Linked DNA regions of Mus musculus: regions 1, 2, 3, 4 and 5 are each linked to region 6. The links are chromatin contacts, called in public HiChIP or PLAC-seq and Micro-C maps. All regions are on one chromosome and are shown on one strand. Each heading gives the region's core, a stretch centred on a gene start, on an enhancer-like site or on the middle of the called end of the contact. The rest is flanking DNA. Distances are from core to core; before and after follow the strand shown. Region 1 holds the start of Rgl2 (ral guanine nucleotide dissociation stimulator-like 2). Region 2 holds the start of Zfp763 (zinc finger protein 763). Region 3 holds the start of Morc2b (microrchidia 2B). Region 4 holds the start of Kifc1 (kinesin family member C1). Region 5 holds the start of Rxrb (retinoid X receptor beta). Region 6 holds the start of Adamts10 (a disintegrin-like and metallopeptidase (reprolysin type) with thrombospondin type 1 motif, 10).

Region 1 (3,151 bases), core at 164-2,663, 410 kb after region 6:
TGGAGACAGGATTTCTCTGTATAGTCCCGGCTGTCCTGGAACTCACTCTGTAGACCAGGCTGGCCTCGAACTCAGAAATCCGCCTGCCTCTGCCTCCCAGGTGCTGGGATTAAAGGCGTGCGCCACCACCGCTGGACTCGAACTAAACTTTTAAGATGAGAAAAAAGCGAGACTTAGCGCCACACTCATTTGATGCCCACAGTCGGGAGGCAGAGGCAGTGGATCTCTGACATTTCCATGCCAGCCTGATCTACAAATAGGGAGTTTCAGGTCAGTCGGGGTTACTTGGCGGGGCTTTGTTGAGAGAACTAAATATAAGAACACACATGCGTAGAGTCCCAGGGTTGAGAAGAACCAGTGTATGCGCCAGAGAGGCGGGTTCATAACCTGTGGCTCACAACCCCCTTTAAGTCCATCGGAAATACCAGACATTAGGATTCACAACAGTAGTAAAGGCAGTTACGAAGTAGCAAAGAAAATAATTTTACAACTTGAACTGCGTTAATGTTAAGAAGGTTGAGAACCACTGGCCAGGGGATTAGGACGAAAGGTCTTCATAGCATCTTAAGATTCTAGAGACCTCAGGGACAGCCCACAGCAGTAGTCTAGAGACGGAAAGGTCCATGTGTCTCCCTCGCGGACTAAAGCCTACCTCTCCAGCTCTCCATTCCTACCACAGCTTTTCTTTTGCCTGGTCCACCTTTACCATCTCCGGGCCTGGTGGGTCTCGGCCCTTTACGAATGTCCCCGTGTGGTTCGTCCTCTCCTGTTCGCCGGTCCTCGTGAGCTAATAAAGTCTTTCCGAGTTTCCATGCGGGCCTCTCATTCTCCCGTTTCCAAGCACAGCCAACCTCGGTCACCTCCCGGTCCTCGTCTCGCACCCGGGAGACGACATAGCCACCGTGGGAACCGCGCGCGCTCGGGCGCACGGTGAGAGCCGGACGCCCGGAGCGACGGACCCGAGTGGAACCGGAAGCGCCGCACTAGCCGGCTTCCGCCCCCTCCCCGCGAGTGGGCGGGCATAAGGGCGGCACAGAAAACCCGGCGCGGATTCGCTCCGTTGCACTCGTGCCGGGGCGGCAGTGTCATTCTCGAGCTGCAGTAACGGGGTCGCGCCACTGCTAGGGCACTTTCCTCGGCAGTTGCAGCGCCGCTCTGGTTAGAAAAAGTGACTTAAAATTCCGTGTTTGCCTTCCTGTGGAGGCTTGAGACAGGACCCTGGTCTCCAGCGTGTCTGCTGCGAGACGCGGGCTTCAGAGCCACCGAGTGGGGCTGCAAGGGACAGCGGAGTAGTGCACCTGCAGCCTGCGTCCCAGCCCCTGGCGTCCAGCACTCCCCTAGTCGCTCTCCCTGGCTCCTGTCCTCACTTCCTTCCCTTTTTGGCTCCTGCTGTCGGGCGGACGCGGGGAGGGGGGAAGCGGAAAGGGCGGGAGGGCCCGGGAGCCCGGCGGGGTGCAGGAGGGGGGCATCGCGGAAAAGCCGGGGAGGGGACTCGGTAGAGGGCCAGAGACCGACAAGAACAGAGGCCCGGGACCCGCGCGCAGCCCTCGCCCTTCCCGAGCAGGTCAGAGCCGGAGCACCGGGTGACCCTGCCCATTCCGCACTAGTTAGCCCCCAAGTCCCAAGCAAGCACCGAGGGCTTGGGTTTCCCCACTCCCGTATCTCCCTCCCCCAGCCTTCCTCAGGGACTCCCACCTAGGTCCCTTCTTGTCCGTCTCCCCCACGCCCGTCTGACTCCACCCAATCCCACCCGTCTCTCCCCAGGCGCCCCCATGGCCCGACCCCGCTGATTGCTTCTCTCGGCCATGCTCCCGCGGCCCCTGCGGCTGCTTTTGGACACGACCCCCCCCGGGGGAGTCGTGCTGAGCAGCTTCCGGAGCCGGGACCCCGAAGAGGGTGGGGACCCAGGTGGCCGGGCCGTGGGCGGGGGGCAGGAGGAAGAGGATGAGGAAGAAGAAGAGGTGAGACGCGGGTGGCGGGAGGCAGGGCATTAAATATTTCTGAGACTCTCCTCCTTTCGGTGTCTCTGGGTCCCTCGGTCTCTTCCTCCCCGCCTCACTCGCATCCCGCCCGCCACACTCTCTCTGGATATCTGTCCCCTGGCTGCGGGTCCTGGTGTCTATGAAGTTCGCCCTGTCTGTCTGCTCGGAACCTGCCCGTAGGAACCTGCCGGAACCAGAATGGCTGGCTGGCAGACGGGCTGACTGTGCCTGCGGGGCTCAGGCCCTCTTTGCCCATACCTGCTTAGACGGGTGCCACTGGGCAGTTGTATCTTGGTCCCTGTCTCCCTCCTCGTTTTTTGTTTGGCTGGGAGGGGTTTGTTTCCACAGTAACCAGCTCCTCAGACTCTAGGATTGGGGAGGGAACCCTCAGATTTCGCCGCCTCTTCCCCCACCCCCTGGTGCTCAATAGAGGGCAGCAAGCCAAGAGGTTCCGGCACCTGGAGAGATGATCCCGGGATAGGTAGAGCGTGGTCATCTTCGTCCAAAGAGACTGATAGGATGTAGTCCGCAGCAAGATTTAGGGATTCAGGAGGGTCCAGAAGTTAGATTCGGAGCCCGAGGATCCAGACTCCTGGGCCCCGACATTGGTAAAGTTAGGGTGACTAGCAAGGCTGGTTTTTCGGGATCGGTCGGGGGAGGGGCTAGGGCCACATGACTCTGAGTCTACCGCCCCCCCCCCCCATCATCCTTACTTCCCCTTCTTGTAACTGGGATTGGAGCCGCCACCTTCAGGGGGTCCCCAGTGCTGAGATTAAGTGGAAGCTGTATTGGGGACCTGGGGAAAAGGAGTCTCTGCGGAAGGACTAAATTTGGGCTCCTCTGGTTCTGTCAGGGAGGGCGGGCCTTGTGAAGTTTCAGCTTCTCTCTGCTTCAGGTCTCTCTTCCTTTGGCTTTGTGCCTCTTCGGGCGCGCTCTGCTCCTGACTTTGCGCCCTGCTTTTCTGCGTTGGGCTCAGCTGTGGGACAAGGGGGGTTGGAGGTGGCCAGAAGAGGGGTTCCTGCATTCAGTTGAAACCCTCACTGCAACCTCTTCCATCCCACCGAGCTCTGAGGTGGCCGGGGGGGCTGTCTGAGCCCCAGGGTGGGGTAGACCTGGGGTCACCAGTACCCTCTACCCCTCGCACTCGCTGGTATTGTCCCCCGCCATCA
Region 2 (2,975 bases), core at 74-2,573, 490 kb before region 6:
TAGTACCTGCTAACGTTCCCATCAATTTGAGCATGAATACAATACAGAGAGAATTTTAAAAAGTAGTCATTTTCTTTGTATTATTTAATACTTTTTATGCATAGCAGGATATAAAATCAATATACAGTAAGCAATGTCATTTCTCTACTCCAATAAAGACTAGAGTGGAAGGGAAAATCAGAAACAAAATACCATTCATGGTAACGGGAAAAGAATTAGAAATAAAGCCCAGTAAAAGGGTAAAAAGACTTCAGCGATGACAACTTCAAATAGTAAAGAAATAGAATACTCAAGTCCACGAAGTGGCAGAAATAATACTGTTCAAATGAATATTCTACTGAAAATACCAACTCCCCCACACCCCTAAAAGAATGTCATCTGGTAAATACTGATCAAATACTCTTAGTCACAATTTCTTCTATTTGGAGAACCGGCCTCCAGCACACAAGCAAACGATGTAGATTGGCAAGCACCTGATCTACTTTACAGGGCTCACAAAAACGAAGTCTAGGAAAGCTTTTTAAAAACCCGAATTTTGGCTTCAGAAATGGTCAGGGGGAAAAAACCCATCATTGTACTTCTCTACTTTCTCTAAGATTGAAAAATTTGGCCTACTCACAGACGGCACAATTAAATACTCTTTAATCTCATCTTTAAAGGGCAGCGCGCGCGCGCACACACACACACACACACACACACACACACACACACACACACACACACACACACAGAGAGAGAGAGAGAGAGAGAGAGAGAGAGAGAGAGAGAGAGAGAGAGAGAGAGAGAGATTAATAAGTTCTCCCGGCCTAGTGTTCAACTGCAGTACTGTGAAGAATATAATTTACAAAGGCGATGAGAGAAAAGAATCGAAAGCAGCAGAGATATGCCTATAAGGCATACGAGCAACTGCTCACACCACCCAAGTCCCCTTACACCACAGTCTGGACTCCGCGTCACCAACCTGCAGTGCTGCAGTGTCTGCGGAGGCGCAGGTTCCAGGTGAGGACTAACCCCATGAAGATAGGGGCCTGGAACGAAGTAGCTTCCCTAGGACAGAACAGAGCGGGCTCCGGTGCCCGGTCGCCTGCTCTGCGCACAATTCCAGTGTCCCGCTCCAAGGCACACTAGGCTGCACAGCACCAAGGGAACGGCAGGCAACAGCGCCACAGACTGCAGTGTCACAAAGCTTTCACTTACGACTCCAGGAGCCCAAGGCATACTCACCATTTCCTCTTTCATATGCATCCAGGTGTTCTTCCTAATAGGCCTAAATACAGGAGATATAGTCCAGCCCCAACACCACCACAGACCTTCTCAACAACACAGGACTCAAACATGGCGGCAAGGGCGGGACCTTCCGAATGTACCGGTTCGTCATTGGACAGTTCATGAATAGCAGTAACAGCATCCCTGATTGAGGAAAGATAGTGACAGCCTTGAGCTTAAATGCCTTAATTAATAACATTCCTCTTTCCCAGTGCAGTTAGAATAGCGGATTCTTTTGTACGCCAGTTTTTTTGTTTGTTTGTTTGTTTGTTTTCCTTTTGTTTTTTAAGTGGACTAAGCCGGTTCCGACCTGTTTTATAACTTTGCCTTTAAGGGGAACAGGCTACTTTATGCACTTTGTTCTTGTGAACTCTGGGGCCCTCTACTGCTTTGATTACAGTGTCCAAGTTTGCCCTGCACATTTTTGATTCAAGTTCTTAATGGGAAGACCCACAGAATCAAAGATCTGTCCAGAGACAGGAACCAGGAGATCCTACTATGCAAACTCATGACTTTGGAATGAGGTAAAAGTGTTGTAAAGCTCTCTCACACGTTATGTTTCAATTTATTGATTTTGTTTGCTTGTTTTTATTGTTGTTTTGAGGCAGAATCTCTGCTATGTAGCTGTGGCTGTCTAAGTACTCACCATATACACCAGGCTTGTCGCGGATTTACAGTAATCCAACTGCCTTTGCTTCCAGAATGCTGGAATTTAAAGGTGTGGGCCACTATGCACTGCTACTCAACCAATCCATTTTTTTAATCAATAAAATTAGAGCAACAACCAATGAATACAATTATTGAATTACAGAAACACGAAGTTACATAGCAGTAATATTCAACATAGAATTCAAGACATATATAGAGTAACTCTTCAATTCAGACAAAAAATTTCCTTGGCTCAAAATCCAGAGGGATGTCTACATCTACAAATATACACATACATCACAACCGTCAACATCACAGTGACAAACAGCCCTTCTGTAGTGCTGAGGTAGAGACAACTAGGAAGTCTGGGAACTCACAGAGGATGCCTTCTATTGCTTCCTGTGGTGGTGGTGGTGGTGGTGGCAACCTCTTTCAACACCTTCATTTAGGTGCTTCTCAGCCATTCGGTATTCCTCAGGTGAGAATTCTTTGTTTAGCTCTGTACCTCAATTTTTAATAGAGTTATTTGATTTTCTGGAGTCCAACTTCTTGAGCTCTTTACATATATTGGACATTAGCCCCCTATCAGATTTAGGATTGGTAAAGATCTTTTCCCATTCTGTTGGTTACCTTTTTGTCTTATTGACAGTGTCTTTTGCCTTACAGAAGCTTTGCAATTTTATGAGGTCCCCTTCCCCCCACCAGACTCAGAAAATCTGGAGGGGAACTAGAAACCAAGAGAGAAATACCCATCCAACAAAGAAATCCAACAAAAGAAATCCAACAAAAGAAATCCAACAAAAGAAATCCAACAAAAGAAATCCAACAAAGAAATCCAGAAGTCAGCACCTGGATCTGTAATTCATCCAAAATCAGATGCCTACACTTAATCATAAAAACACCACCAATAACAGTGAGGCTACAACATGTCTCCACTAAAGTCCAACTATCCTAACCACAGCAGGCCCTGAATATTCAATCCGACATAGCTGAAGCACAATGAAAAGACCATAAAACTGACTGTATGAAGATGATAGATGTTCTTGGGATGAAAATAAATA
Region 3 (3,057 bases), core at 381-2,880, 380 kb before region 6:
ATACAGCACAGCAGCGTAGGCACAGAAGGAGTGCCGCTCTGGCTTCACGCCTTCTTGGGAGATCTCTGCCATCCGGATATCTTTTGGATTTGAGGTTACGTCTAGTTCGGGTTCTCCGTTGTCCGTGAGTTTGAGATTGAAAATGACGACCAGGGTTCCACTAGTCCCAGAAATCTTTGTAAACTGGGTCATCACTTCTTCCTCAGTGTGGAAGGGAGAATACTTGTAGATGAGCTCTGTCTCAATGGCAAACTTCTCCATGTTATCTGTGACAGGTTCTCGTGTCTGACTATTCCAAGTAGGCAAAGGGACTATCACCTCATCAATGCCTTCTTCCTCATGAAAGGTTCGAGACAGGAAGAGGCAACTCATGGTGTTTTCTTTCTTAGTGAAGAGGATAAAATCCTTCCCAATACGCATTGAGCCTGATTTTAGTCCATTCCCGTACCGCCCAATCTGTGTGGACTCTGGTGTTCGTTTGGCTGATTTCCCAAACTGGATCACATTGATGACATCGTTTGGATCCATTCCGACTCCATTATCCAGAAAACAAAGCATGAATCCTCCTTGAAGGTCCTCTCGCTTTTCAGCGTAAATATCTATCCGGGTGGCATCAGCATCCCTCGCATTATCAATCAGTTCAGCAAGAGCACCAAACAAAAATGCATGGGTAGTTGAATTTGTGTGTAGATAGTCAAAGGTTAGTTGAGCCCGGTTGAGAGTGCTGTAATTGGTAAACGCCATGACTCAAATGAAGCCTCCAGTCTTACCTAGTAACAGAGAAATATATGTATTGGGGCAGATTTTTAAAGGTTCTACTCAGTAAAGGGTAGTTTCTGCTTCTTACTGATAGATAAAAGAAGTTACTTAGTAACTATCCAAAATACAGAGATATCTGAAACCGAGATTTATTTTTTCCTTTCGTTCTAATTTTCAATGAATATGATGCAATTATTTGGGGTGGGTGGGTGAAGCCTCAACCTGCATTTCTAAAGAACGTTGAGTGTTTTTTTTTTTTTTTTTTTTTTAGTTCATTTCAGATGATCTGGTTTAAAAGTAGGTGGTCCTTAACAGCTCAACTTGATTGTTAACTGTTTTATCTGGACATTCTTTGAGCCATTTCATGTCCTAAATTTTCTAACGAGAAGACTTACCAGTGTGGAAATCGACGTCTACCAGGAAACTTAACTTTCATCTACATCTTCACTATTCTTTAATAGCTGTAGTACTAGAAGGTCCTTTCACAGCGTAGATAGTTGTACATCCGGTATCCCATTTGGCAACTGAAAAAAGGTCTTTGTGATTCCTTACCAGTCTTTCAAATTCAAACCCAGTTTAATGTTATGCCACAATCACCACAGGGTGCTCTGTGAAATGACCTCACAGTAGTCAACAGAAACTCCTCATAACAGACCCACCCAAATCTTACGTGGCTGGCTATGGTCCTACACCATTCCCTGTCCGACTTGGGATCCTGCAGCTACTTCCCCCTCTCCGGGAGGAGTGAGTCTCAGCTTGCAAGGCTGAGACCCAAGGTGTAGGACAGTTGCAACCGCACCACTAACCAGCTTGTGCGCACTGGCCGGCCACTGGCCACAACTCCCAGAAGCCCTTGTCCCTCTGTTTAGAATTCGGAATTCAACCGCCGCAGCGCGCTTGGAACCACGGGCCGCCTCCGCCTCCATGGAGCGTCACCTGACTGCTGAACTAGGTCACTCACTACATAGCTAAAGAGCAGAGCTCGACTGGATTGTAATAATGGGTGCTGGACCAAAGGATGGCAGGAGTAACAGCATGAATTTAGAGCTTGCTGCTTCTCTGCCATCGCTAAAGCTATCCCATTTTCTGCTTTTGTGTCGTTCATGCTCACAGCTCCAGGCCTTTTTTATTAGACACTTTTCCTGTTATCTAGTGACTATATGTCATTTGTGTGTGGATGCCTGCAGAAGCTGACTGATCCTCTGGAGTTGGAGTTACAGGCAGTTTGTCAGCCTCCGGACCTGGGTGCTGGGAATCGAAGGCGGTTCTCAAGAAAGAGCAGTAAGCCCTCTTAACCCTTGAGCCATCTCCCCAGACTCAAGCTGTAGTCCTTCTTAAATTCTTTGAGCAAGGTGCCAAGGACCTAATTAGCCTGGCACAGACACCATTAGTAACAGTGGAACCAAGGAACCTATTTTTGCTGCTTAGACATTTTAATGCACAACTGTTCTAGCACTTGGAGTGTGGATGCAGGAGGATCATAGATGATAAGAGTCCATCTTGGGCTATGTGAGACCACATTTCTCACCTCCCCAAGCCACCATTGTAGAGTAAAAGGGCCAGGGAAGGAACACCCTGACCTGTGATCTCAAGCTCAAAAGAAAAACATTGTGCCCCTGGCTTGACCTCAAGTTCAGAGGCTTGGAAATCACTATTACCACCCTTAGCTCAAGTTTATTGAACAAATGATATTTCCTAATCTTCCATACTTTCCCATCAAGCTCACGGAACATGCTCTAAAAACCCTATAAAAGTCTTCCTTTCTGTCCAGCCCTCTGCTGTCTCTTCCTGGTCAGTGGCAGACTAACCCCAGTAAATCTTTTGTATGAGGCTTGTTGCATGGTGTGACTGCATGATATTCATTGCCAATATGTTCTTGCAATAGGAAAACCATTGTCTCTTAGAACCCTCCCCTCTTCTCGCCAGGTATGGGAGCTGGGTTGTGAAGGGCTTATGGCTGGAATCTCATTTCAAAAGCACACCGTTTAAGAAACGGCTTTCCTCCTCTACTTCCTCCTCTTCCTTTTCTTCTTCCATATTTTTTGTTTTTGTTTTTGAGGCAGAGTTTCTCTGTCTAGCCCTGGCTGTCCTGGAACTCACTTTGTAGACCAAGCTGGCCTGGAACTCAGAAATCTGCCTGCCTCTGCTGGGATTAAAGGCGTGCTCCACCACGTCCTGCTCTTCCACATTTTGTTCTTCTTCCTCTTCTACCTCTTCTTCCTCCTCTTCCTCCTCCTCCTCCTCCTCCTTCTCCTCCTCCTCCTTCTCCTCCTTCAGAGCTTAGCCAGTGAGCTGCTA
Region 4 (3,259 bases), core at 18-2,517, 370 kb after region 6:
CACAACTGACTTCAGGATGGTTCGTTGCTTTTGGTTCAGGGGACTATAGACCCAGGTGTTTCTTGGATGCTCGCCTAGCACTGCACCACAGACCTCTTCCTTCCAGTTTTAACTCTCCATACCTTAGTTAATGTTGTTCCTCCTAGCTTTCTTCTTCCCCTTCCATCTGCTTGAACCTTTACTGTCCTTCACTCCCTCCCAATAGAGATACAAATTGTATTATGTCTGTCTCCCCAGGGAGTGTCAGCTCACTGGTAGCTAGGACTCCTGTCTCCTACATAAGTACAGCTGTGCAGGGCCAGAAGATGCTTGGCAAATACTGCAGGAACAAATCTGAGAAAAACTATTTTACTTTTTAACTGTCACCTGTCACAGTGCAGTGCTCTCCCTTTTGGCTGTGAGTATACCAGAAAGTCTCTTCAAGCTGAACACCGACTGTGAGTCAGTCTAGACTGAAATGCTGGTAAACAAAGAATGCAGGCCGGTCTTTCCTGACACCAGAGAGATCAGTCCATTAATTGCCACACACATACGCCTCAGATGCTTGTGGTGAAGAAGGGCACCCCCATAAACTAGTCAGCAGTCCAAATGAGCAAAAGGAAGAGGCAGGCGAGGGAATAAGGATCCTCTGGGCCGATGCCCCCATTTCTCCTCTCCCCTTCCTCTATCCCGATCCAGCAGCAACACAACAGGTCATCAGCAAGAAAGGTACTTTGCGGACAAGCGACAAGGCCTCTTTCAGAACCCTCGCTTCTCCCACAAGGCGATCTGTAAGAACTGAGAAGCACAAACATGTCGAATCCGCTTGAGAATTCGAAATGGGAAATGCTGGAGGGGGATAAGGGACACGGGATGGTCGCGCCTGCACGACTGGAATGGCGGGCCAACGTCGCTGCGACTGTCCTGGGACCTCGCCGTGTGTGTGTGTGTGTGTGTGTGTGTGTGTGTGTGTGTGTTGCCCTCACTGACTCGGCCGCTGGTGTCCTGGGCGCGAGGCGGTGCGACCCTCCCCTGCAGGACGGCTTGCCCCGACCTGTCCCCGGGACGCGGGTCTCCGGGCGGCCGGCCTGCGTCCTCCGATCTTGGCGCGAGGTCGTCTCCGCCGCACTCACCTGCGCCTGCACGTCCATGGTGGTCCGCACAGAAAGGGTGCAAAGGCAGCAGGCAGGACGATGAGACCCGCGTCCTCTCAAGGGCTCGCGCCGCAAAACGCCGAAGCCAGGCTGTCCAGGAGCCAGGCCAATCAGCCACACCCGCCACTTTTGAATTTCAACCTCCGCGCAGTCAACGCACTTCAATCCGCAGAGGCCAATCCGCGCCGGCGCCGCGGTCGCGAGCCAATCACGGTGCCCTCCGCCTCCGGGGCCACGCCCCCTGAGTCGCGACTCTTCTAGTCCGCTAGAGCACCAGAACTAGACCCCTTGGATCCTACTTCCGGATCCGCTCTTCCTCTTTTCTCCCTCTCCCCCTCCCGAGCGCCGAGCGCGGCTTCCTGAGGTCTCTGGTTGCGTCAGAAGTGCGCTTGTGTGGAGGAGTGGCGTGGGGGAGGCAATACGCATGTGCCTGAGCGGGGTCGGGGCGGAGCGAGCGCCACCTAGCGGATACTGCTGAACTTGCACACCTCCTCGCCAACCCTGTAGACTGGAGACTGTTACACCGAGGTCGCTCTTGGTCCACTTTCTCAGGTCCGAAAAGTGGAAGCTGGTTGATGGCGCTGACCTGTCCTCAAAGAAGAAAAAGTGGAACCCATATCTGGAGATGTAATAAAGTCATAAATCTAGAGTAGGGCCGGGAGGATAGCAAACTGGTTATCCCTGAAACTCATATAATGTGGAAGGTGAGAACTAATTCGCCACAAAGTTTTCTGTGCCCCTCCTGCCTCCAATATTATATATTATACATAAACAATATGTATTATATACATAAACATATATCTTTACACATATAAATAATACCCAATAGTACGTATTATATATATAAGCATATATATATATATATATATATATATATATATAAAACACATAAATTACATATATATTTATTTTGTTTTTTCGAGATTGGGTTTCTCTGTGTAGCCCTGACTGTCTTGGAATTCTATTTGTAGAACAGGCTGGCCTTGAACTCAGAGATGCTAGGGCTACCCTGTGCCACCATGCCCAGGTCAATAAACAATCTTTTAGATTAAAAAATCAAAACAAAACTAGAAGCCAGGCTTGGTGGCACACGCCTTTAATCCCAGTTCCCAGTACTCAGAATGCAGAGGCAGACAGATCTCTTGAGTTCAAGGCCAACCAGGTCTACAAAGTAAATTCCAGGGCAGCCAGGCTCTGTAGAGAGACCCTGTCTTAAATAAATAAAGAAACACACACACACACATACATACATACATAACTGGATAAATAAATAGTATGTTTCTTTTTTTTTTTTTTTTTTTTTTGGTTTTTTGAGACAGGGTTTCTCTGTGTAGCCCTGGCTGTCCTGGAACTCACTCTGTAGACCAGGCTGGCCTCGAACTCAGAAATCTGCCTGCCTCTGCCTCCCGAGTGCTGGGATTAAAGGCGTGCGCAACCACACCCAGCAGTTTCTTTTTTTTTTTAAAGATTTATTATATGTAAGTACACTGTAGCTGTCCTCAGACACTCCAGAAGAGGGCGCCAGATCTCATTACGGATGGTTTTGAGCCACCATGTGGTTGCTGGGATTTGAACTCAGGACCTTTGGAATAGCAGTCAGTGCTCTTAACCACTGAGCCATCTCTCCAGCCCAAATAGTATGTTTCTTGACACCAAACTCTAAATCTACAGCCCCCAAAGACCTTACTTGAGATGTTTCCAAGTCTACAAATGTTAATGGGGGGACACTAGAAAATTTCTGGTTATAATTCGCCAAACTGGTTATAATTTTAAACTAGACAGTATTTCCCTAGTGACTTTCTAGAAAAAAAGCAAAAGTTTTAGTGTGTGACAAAATGTGAGTTTGTCTTCTACTGAAACCTGTTTTGGGAGTTTATCTTTCTTGGCATGAAGCCTGACAGCAAGGTAAACCAACCTGTGAGATTTTACACATGGGATGGACTGACCTGGCCCCTGCAGCCTTGGGATAGGAGCTGGCTCAGGAAGGACGGCCTGCTGCTGCTAAACTGTCTGATGCAGCCAAAGCTCCATCACAGAGCTCAGAGAAGGATACATTTGGACAACAAAGGGAAAACAAATATCTTCCTTATGTATCAATTAGAATAACAGAGGCTTACCAGAGCAAG
Region 5 (3,009 bases), core at 205-2,704, 510 kb after region 6:
TTTTTCTCACCACTGTGGGAGTGTCCATGTCCAGGCTGCTCTGGAGCGTGGTGAGAATGAGGTTCTGCGGGAAGTGGGAGAAAAGGCTTGATGAGGGAATGCCTGGCTCAGGGGATGTGTGTTTGAAGACAACCGGAAAATCTGGGATCATTAAAGAGAAAGAACAAAACCGCTTAAGCCTTTGAGGCGGAGCCCACAAGTTACTTACCCAAGGCATGCGGGATGAGGTGGAGGAACGCATCACCCAGGAGCCCCCCGGAAGCAAAACTGAGCAGGATCTGGAGCAGAGAGCGGTGCCTGGGAGAGTTAGATTCTACTGGGATGAGGAACAGCACGAAGAACGGAGCTGCGGAGATCAGCACTGTGGCCCCCAGTGCCTGGTGGAGAAGCACAATCAGAAGGCAAAGATGGAGCTTCCCACCGATTAAGAACCAGTCCCTCTTCCCCACATCCCCTGGCGACTCACGTAGGCCCAGAGGGTGACAGTGTCCAGGTGGTGTTTGATGCCTGGAGCCCCAGCCTCCCTAGAAGTCCCATGGCTATGTTCACGATGGGCATGTCCATGTCCTCCGTGGTGGAGGCTATCGTGGGAGTGGCCATGGCTATGGCCATGGTGTAATTCCTCACGTGAGTGTCCATGGTCGTGGCTGTGGGCATGCCCATGCCAGATGCTTTCATGAGTGTGGCCGTGGCCATGGTGGAAATCTTCATGCGAGTGCCCGTGGCTGTGGCCATGGTGGAAATCTTCATGTGAGTGCCCGTGACTGTGGCCATGGAAGTCCTCTTCCACATCTTTGTGCAGGTCACCATGACCCTCGTGTCCGGCCACCAGCAGCCCCAAAGCCGCCCAGGTCAGCAGTCCCACAGCCACCCAGTGGGGGGCCCGCAGGCCCATGGTCATCACGCTGACCGGAGGAACAAGAGACGACTCGACTTGACTCTCAATCTACCTATTCGGGATCCGCGTCCCTTGAAGCCCTTCCTCTATACTACTTGCTCCGCTCTTACATTGTCCCCAAGGCCGGTCCACCTCATCCCCAACACCCTTCCTGGATGCAGCCCCCCACCCCCGACACCGCTCTAGCCTTTGATCAGCAACTTTACGGTCTCTCTGGGCCCGCGTCTCTATGGCCCACTGGTTGGGGTAAAGGCCTGGAAAGCGCCGTAAGGGAGCAGCAGGGACCTCTCACCGGCTCCGGGATCCTCTCGGTTCTCGGTTTGCTGGGACGTGGCACTCACGCCTCGAGCTCCCGCGAGATCCGGAAGCTCCCTTTCTTGCCTGCGCCCCGATACCTTTACCAACATGGCGGCGCCCCGAGGGCGGCGCGGCCACGGCGTCAGGACGCATGCGCAGAGCTGGGGGGTTATCCGAGGGGACGGCGGGCTGGCGGGCACCGCCTCCTCCGTTTCCACCTCGGCGAAGGGGCGGGAGCTCAAGGCGAGACTTCCCGTCTGTACAAAGATGGCGGCCGCGCCGGTGCTGTCATCTCAGTGCCGAGCCGAGCGCGGCTCTTGAGTCGCGCTGCCACAGGCCGCGGCCTGCTCGCCTCCGCGGCTTCGTCGCGGCCCCCGAGTCCCCCGCTGTCCCCCCTGCGCGTCCCTGGCGCCTCTCCGGCTTCCCCGCCCTCGGCCCGGGCGTCATGTCTTGGGCCACTCGTCCGCCCTTCCTCCCGCCGCGGCATGCCGCGGGGCAGTGTGGGCCGGTGGGGGTGAGAAAAGAGATGCATTGTGGGGTCGCGTCCCGGTGGCGGCGGCGGCGGCCCTGGCTGGATCCCGCGGCGGCGGCGGCGGCGGCCGGAGAGCAGCAAGCCCTGGAGCCGGAGCCGGGGGAGGCTGGCCGGGACGGGATGGGCGACAGCGGGCGGGGTGAGTGTCCCGTGGGCCCGGGCCGGCGCCCCTCGCGCCCCCTCCCCGCGCTCCCGCCCCCTTGTTTGTAAACACGCGCCCTCGACGTCCCGAGGCCCAGCGCCCTCCCCCGGGGCGGGGCGCGGCGGGGGAGCTTCCGCCCTTCAGGTTCGGGCCCGCGGCGGGGCCTGCGTGCGCGGTCTCGGGCGTGGGAAGGACACCGTTCCCCGTGGGCTGGAGGACTCTGGGCATTCGAAGGCTGAGCTTACGCTCTGGGACCGGGTATTTCTGCCATACTCTTTGCCCCGAATGTTCTAAGTTGGGGTTGGACGAGGGGTTCGCTGCTACACCTCCACGTGCTGCTTCACAGCCCCCCCTCCCGAGGTCAGCTTGGGATGACCCAGTAGCCCCGCCTGACCTGCCTCCCTTTTTGTCAACCGCCTCCTCTCACGACTATTAGAAGTGAAATTGTTGTTTGGCCACTTGGTATTTCTGAACTCCAGGGTTGCGGGCTGTGGTGGGTCAGGGAGAATTAAAGTGTCCATTTGGATGATCAAAAGGCTCACTTTCTCTTCTTGTCTCTCCTGTCCGTGTGTGTCTGCCTTGTACGTACCCACTTCTCAGATTCCCGAAGCCCAGACAGCTCCTCCCCAAATCCCCTTTCTCAGGGGATCCGTCCGTCTTCTCCTCCTGGCCCACCTCTTACCCCTTCAGCACCTCCACCTCCAATGCCACCCCCGCCACTGGGCTCCCCCTTCCCAGTCATCAGTTCTTCCATGGGGTCCCCTGGTCTGCCCCCTCCGGCTCCCCCAGGATTCTCCGGGCCTGTCAGCAGCCCTCAGGTGAGAGAGAGGTTGTGGCCTGCTTATTGCCACTGTGCCTTCAGTTCCTTGTTCTCAACTTCTCACCCCCACTCCCCATCTTTGGGTGAACTTCCCCAAAACCCGTTGATCTTTCTAGTTCTCTAATCATAGCAAGCCTGTGGTCTCGGACCCCTTGCTCTTCCTGAAGGGGGTGGTCTGTGGGGGTGCATGCTTCATCAGCTCTGTTTTGAAAACAAACCCTAAGCCTGCAGGGAATATTTTTGATGTCCTGTTCAGCTCACGGTGGCTTTGCTGCCCTTTTCGCTTCAATATGCCTGCCCTTCTAAGACCTGTGCCCTTC
Region 6 (2,930 bases), core at 49-2,548:
GTGCCTCAGGCCAAGGGGCCCAAGGGGCAGTTCGGTTAGTGGAGGCCAGGGGTGGGTATGGGTTCTAGGGATTGCAGTATGTAAAAGTTAACAGCCCCTCTGGTCTGGCAGGGTGTCCAGAGAAGTTGGGTCCGGGCAGGAGGGTTCGGGCACCATAGGAATTTTTCGTACAGTGCATGAGCCCTTAACATGCCATTTCCAAGTTCAAGACTAAGTTCAACGTAGAGACAGAGAACTACCTGTATCCCTAGCTGAACTCAGAACAGAGGGAATGTTTGTGGTTGAAACTCTCCTGCTCCCTCCCACAACCACCCCTCTTCCTCCCCTGCTCCCTACAAAGGCTGTCATTACCCCATTTCTAAGGATAAGAAAACCTAGAATCAGAGTCGGTCAAGGCCAAGGCCAAAGCCCACTGTGGGGGCCAATCTTGGAATTCTGAGACCAGGGGTAATGGTGTAGAACACTCCCACAATCAGGCCTGGATTGAAGCTGGTTGGAATCCCAGCTTTGCTCCACTGCACTGGTCATCTCCTGCATGTACAAACTCCTCGTAGATTTAAACACTGTGTCCCAAAGATGATCATGACGCCCCCCTGGCTGGACTTAGTTTTCACATCTGTAAAATGGAACTGACTAGGTCCTCTTCACTGCTAGAGAGTTAAAGCAAGTGAACTCAAAAGCAGAGCCAAAGCAGATCAAAGCCCCCGGACCGGAGCTTTGTGAAGGCTGGGACCCAACTCAGATTTATTCACTCAGCCTCGGGCACCATGCCTGGCACACGGAGAGGCGCCCAATAAATGTTTGCTTGAGCAAGGACCAGCCCTCAATAAATAACAGCTGTTGTTGACTCGGCTAACGGAGGCAAGGCACTGGGCTCTCCCCTTGTCTCAACCCCCTCGCTAGCCCCCAACTCAATTTTGCCCCTTTCTCCAGGACCCCCATCTCCTCCACCTCTTTCTATTCAAACTTTCCTCCCTCACAATTTCCCGCCTAACCCCTCCTTTCCGTCCTCCCCCCCATCCCCCTACTGTGTGCGTCCACTCCTCCCCCACTCTCCACCTCTGTCCCTTCACACCCCCTGCCTTCTTCTATCTCCGCCCCCAGCCTCCCCTCTCCCGTACCCCCCCCCCCAACCTTCTCCAACTCCCATCCCAAATTCCTCCTCAGCATCTCCACCCACACGGGCGCCCTTCGCGAGGCGGGGTAATCCGGGCTCCGGGGTCCTTGGCTTGGGTCCAGCCTGAGGCCCTGGGCGGCGGCGGCGGCGGAAGCAGCAGCAGCGGCGGGCGGGGTTTGGGTTTTTTTTTTTGGTTTTTCTTTTTTTTTAATAACCCTGGCAGGCTGCTCAGGAAGTGAGTGCCTTCCCGCGCCCCCTCCCCCGGCCACGCCACCGGGCGCTTGCTCCCTCCCTTCCTGTGCGCCGGGCGGTGAGTCTGTGCGTCTACAGCGGACCGAAGGCTCCAGGCACGCAGGTACTGGCGATCTGGGGACCCAGTTGGGCGGCGCAGTCACCGGAATGCAGTGATTATAAGTGACTTTGTGTGTCTCGGGGACAAGATGTGCTGGACGGATCCCGTTGTGCGAGTGCTGTGTTGGTGCCGAATGTCCCTAAGTGTTGCAGATACAGACTGCCTGTTTGGGTTGGCTCAGGTTTGGGGCGGGGGTCGAGGTCAGCCACGTATCCAAATGGTTGTGCTTCTGCGGATTGTATGACCTTATGGCTTTCAGCATCTGGGAGCGACTGTGTGGGCAGACTGTTGAGGTGTGTTGAGTGTTTGCCTAAGTGAGGGTAAGAAAAATGCCTCTCGTGCATGTAAATGCCAAGTGTGTCTGTCTCTGAATATTTGCGTTTCTCAGGAGTGTTATTAGTGGAAATGCCTGCATGCATATGTGTCTGAGTTTGTAGAATTTCTTAGTTCCCCCTGCTATGAATGTGTAAACTTGTGCATGTGTGTGTGTTAACTTTCTGTGTTAAATGAGCGTGTATAGGCTGCTAGGCTTGTGGCTTGTCTTGGACTGTGTAACTGTGCACATAGGCCTGTTTGTCTGGGTTTATGGGCTGTCTGGGTGTCCATGTGGAAATATGTGTTTCTGTATACATAGGTGTGGAGGTATGTAGTTGTGTGTGTTTGGGTTTAGTGAACCAGGCCTTCCTGCTATTCAAGTGTGGGTTGCCCTATAGAGTGTGATTGTGTTTGTTTGTGTGTCTGCCTGTGAGAGTGGAGCTGGGGCTGCTACTTCCCCTCAGATGGTCATCTATGCCACAGAACTCTGAAGCAAGGAGCCTCCCTACCAGGGGGAGACACACTTTAATTAACAGCTGGTTGGTGGTAATGGGAGTGGTGACCTGTGCAGCCCCTCCCCTTAGGCCTCCCCTCTGGCTGGTCCTTTTGTCTGTGTGCTCACAGCAGCCAGGCCAGATGTGCAGCGCCTGGAGGAAGCCTGCTGCCTCAGGCTGATGGCTGCCTATGCCTGGCCAAAGAAGCTCTGTCCTCCACTGAGAAGCCTCCACCTCTTTAGCTGGGTTTCCCGCACAGCCTACAAAAGTCTAGGTGTGGAGTGCTGGTCCCTATAGGATCCCCAGGATGTGATGGAGCCACACACATTCCCGGGAGGCTTTTCCCTCTTCCAGCACTTGTGCCCTTCCCCCAGGCTAGTGGCCTCCCTGCAGCCTGCCAGAGGAGGGGCCTGGGGGACAGGGGCCAAGCCTAGGTACACACACACACACACACACACACACACACACACACACACACACACACACACACAGGAGAGACAGAGACAGACAGATACATATACACACCCATAGTGTCATCTTGTGCCCAGCCAAACATGCGACTCCTCTCAATTGTAACTCATCCTCAGATTGGCTTTGTCTGCCCCAGACCTACTGACTTGTTTGTGGTCTCTCCTGTAGCCCCATCTTGGTA

The links. Hi-C and Micro-C count contacts between places; a contact is called where the count stands out from the background. HiChIP or PLAC-seq counts read pairs in DNA pulled down with a chosen protein or histone mark.
Region 1: a contact with region 6 is called in a Micro-C map of embryonic stem cells, with 4 times the contacts expected there. The contact joins the promoter of Rgl2 here to the promoter of Adamts10 in region 6. A contact is called at or near these places in 6 of 39 promoter capture datasets (the 3T3-L1 cell line, 3T3-L1-derived adipocytes, cranial neural crest and 3 more), 1 of 15 datasets of contacts at CTCF or cohesin (embryonic stem cells), 8 of 484 Hi-C or Micro-C datasets (all in embryonic stem cells), 4 of 115 datasets of contacts at active chromatin or transcription factors (embryonic stem cells and pancreatic cancer cells) and 1 of 9 other capture datasets (adipose tissue).
Region 2: a contact with region 6 is called in a FOXA1 HiChIP or PLAC-seq map of pancreatic cancer cells. The contact joins the promoter of Zfp763 here to the promoter of Adamts10 in region 6. A contact is called at or near these places in 19 of 39 promoter capture datasets (the 3T3-L1 cell line, the C10 cell line, the HPC-7 cell line and 11 more), 1 of 15 datasets of contacts at CTCF or cohesin (the NIH/3T3 cell line), 1 of 484 Hi-C or Micro-C datasets (granulocyte-monocyte progenitors), 9 of 115 datasets of contacts at active chromatin or transcription factors (T-cell acute lymphoblastic leukemia, cardiomyocytes, embryonic fibroblasts and 5 more) and 2 of 9 other capture datasets (adipose tissue and embryonic stem cells).
Region 3: an H3K27ac HiChIP or PLAC-seq map of embryonic stem cells shows a contact between it and region 6, with 3 times the contacts expected there. The contact joins the promoter of Morc2b here to the promoter of Adamts10 in region 6. A contact is called at or near these places in 16 of 39 promoter capture datasets (the 3T3-L1 cell line, the C10 cell line, the HPC-7 cell line and 9 more) and 3 of 115 datasets of contacts at active chromatin or transcription factors (embryonic stem cells and stem cell-derived neural progenitor cells).
Region 4: a contact with region 6 is called in an H3K27ac HiChIP or PLAC-seq map of embryonic stem cells, with 2.4 times the contacts expected there. The contact joins the promoter of Kifc1 here to the promoter of Adamts10 in region 6. A contact is called at or near these places in 2 of 39 promoter capture datasets (cranial neural crest and pre-B cells), 4 of 115 datasets of contacts at active chromatin or transcription factors (embryonic stem cells and large pre-B cells) and 1 of 9 other capture datasets (adipose tissue).
Region 5: an HNF4G HiChIP or PLAC-seq map of pancreatic cancer cells shows a contact between it and region 6. The contact joins the promoter of Rxrb here to the promoter of Adamts10 in region 6. A contact is called at or near these places in 2 of 39 promoter capture datasets (liver and pre-B cells) and 1 of 115 datasets of contacts at active chromatin or transcription factors (pancreatic cancer cells).

The regions. Positions count from the first base shown.
Region 1 is chr17:33,928,481-33,931,631 of GRCm38.p6, forward strand. Rgl2 (ral guanine nucleotide dissociation stimulator-like 2) reads left to right here and starts at 1,414. Exons shown (of 18, transcript NM_009059.2): 1 at 1,414-1,564; 2 at 1,765-1,961. The coding sequence starts at 1,806. It overlaps Tapbp (TAP binding protein), which reads left to right. Exons shown (of 8, transcript NM_009318.2): 8 at 1-810.
Region 2 is chr17:33,032,058-33,035,032 of GRCm38.p6, forward strand. It overlaps Zfp763 (zinc finger protein 763), which reads right to left and starts at 1,324. Exons shown (of 4, transcript NM_028543.3): 1 at 1,225-1,324. The coding sequence starts at 1,245.
Region 3 is chr17:33,138,053-33,141,109 of GRCm38.p6, forward strand. Morc2b (microrchidia 2B) reads right to left here and starts at 1,631. Exons shown (of 2, transcript NM_177719.4): 1 at 1,155-1,631; 2 at 1-770. The coding sequence starts at 744. It overlaps Gm52288 (a long non-coding RNA gene), which reads left to right and starts at 1,979. Exons shown (of 3, transcript XR_003952262.1): 1 at 1,979-2,040.
Region 4 is chr17:33,889,366-33,892,624 of GRCm38.p6, forward strand. Kifc1 (kinesin family member C1) reads right to left here and starts at 1,268. Exons shown (of 11, transcript NM_001195298.1): 1 at 1,113-1,268. The coding sequence starts at 1,130.
Region 5 is chr17:34,030,358-34,033,366 of GRCm38.p6, forward strand. Rxrb (retinoid X receptor beta) reads left to right here and starts at 1,455. Exons shown (of 10, transcript NM_011306.4): 1 at 1,455-1,866; 2 at 2,470-2,687. The coding sequence starts at 1,641. It overlaps Slc39a7 (solute carrier family 39 (zinc transporter), member 7), which reads right to left and starts at 1,333. Exons shown (of 7, transcript NM_008202.2): 1 at 467-1,333; 2 at 209-377; 3 at 11-64. The coding sequence starts at 901.
Region 6 is chr17:33,522,787-33,525,716 of GRCm38.p6, forward strand. It overlaps Adamts10 (a disintegrin-like and metallopeptidase (reprolysin type) with thrombospondin type 1 motif, 10), which reads left to right and starts at 1,299. Exons shown (of 25, transcript NM_172619.4): 1 at 1,299-1,472.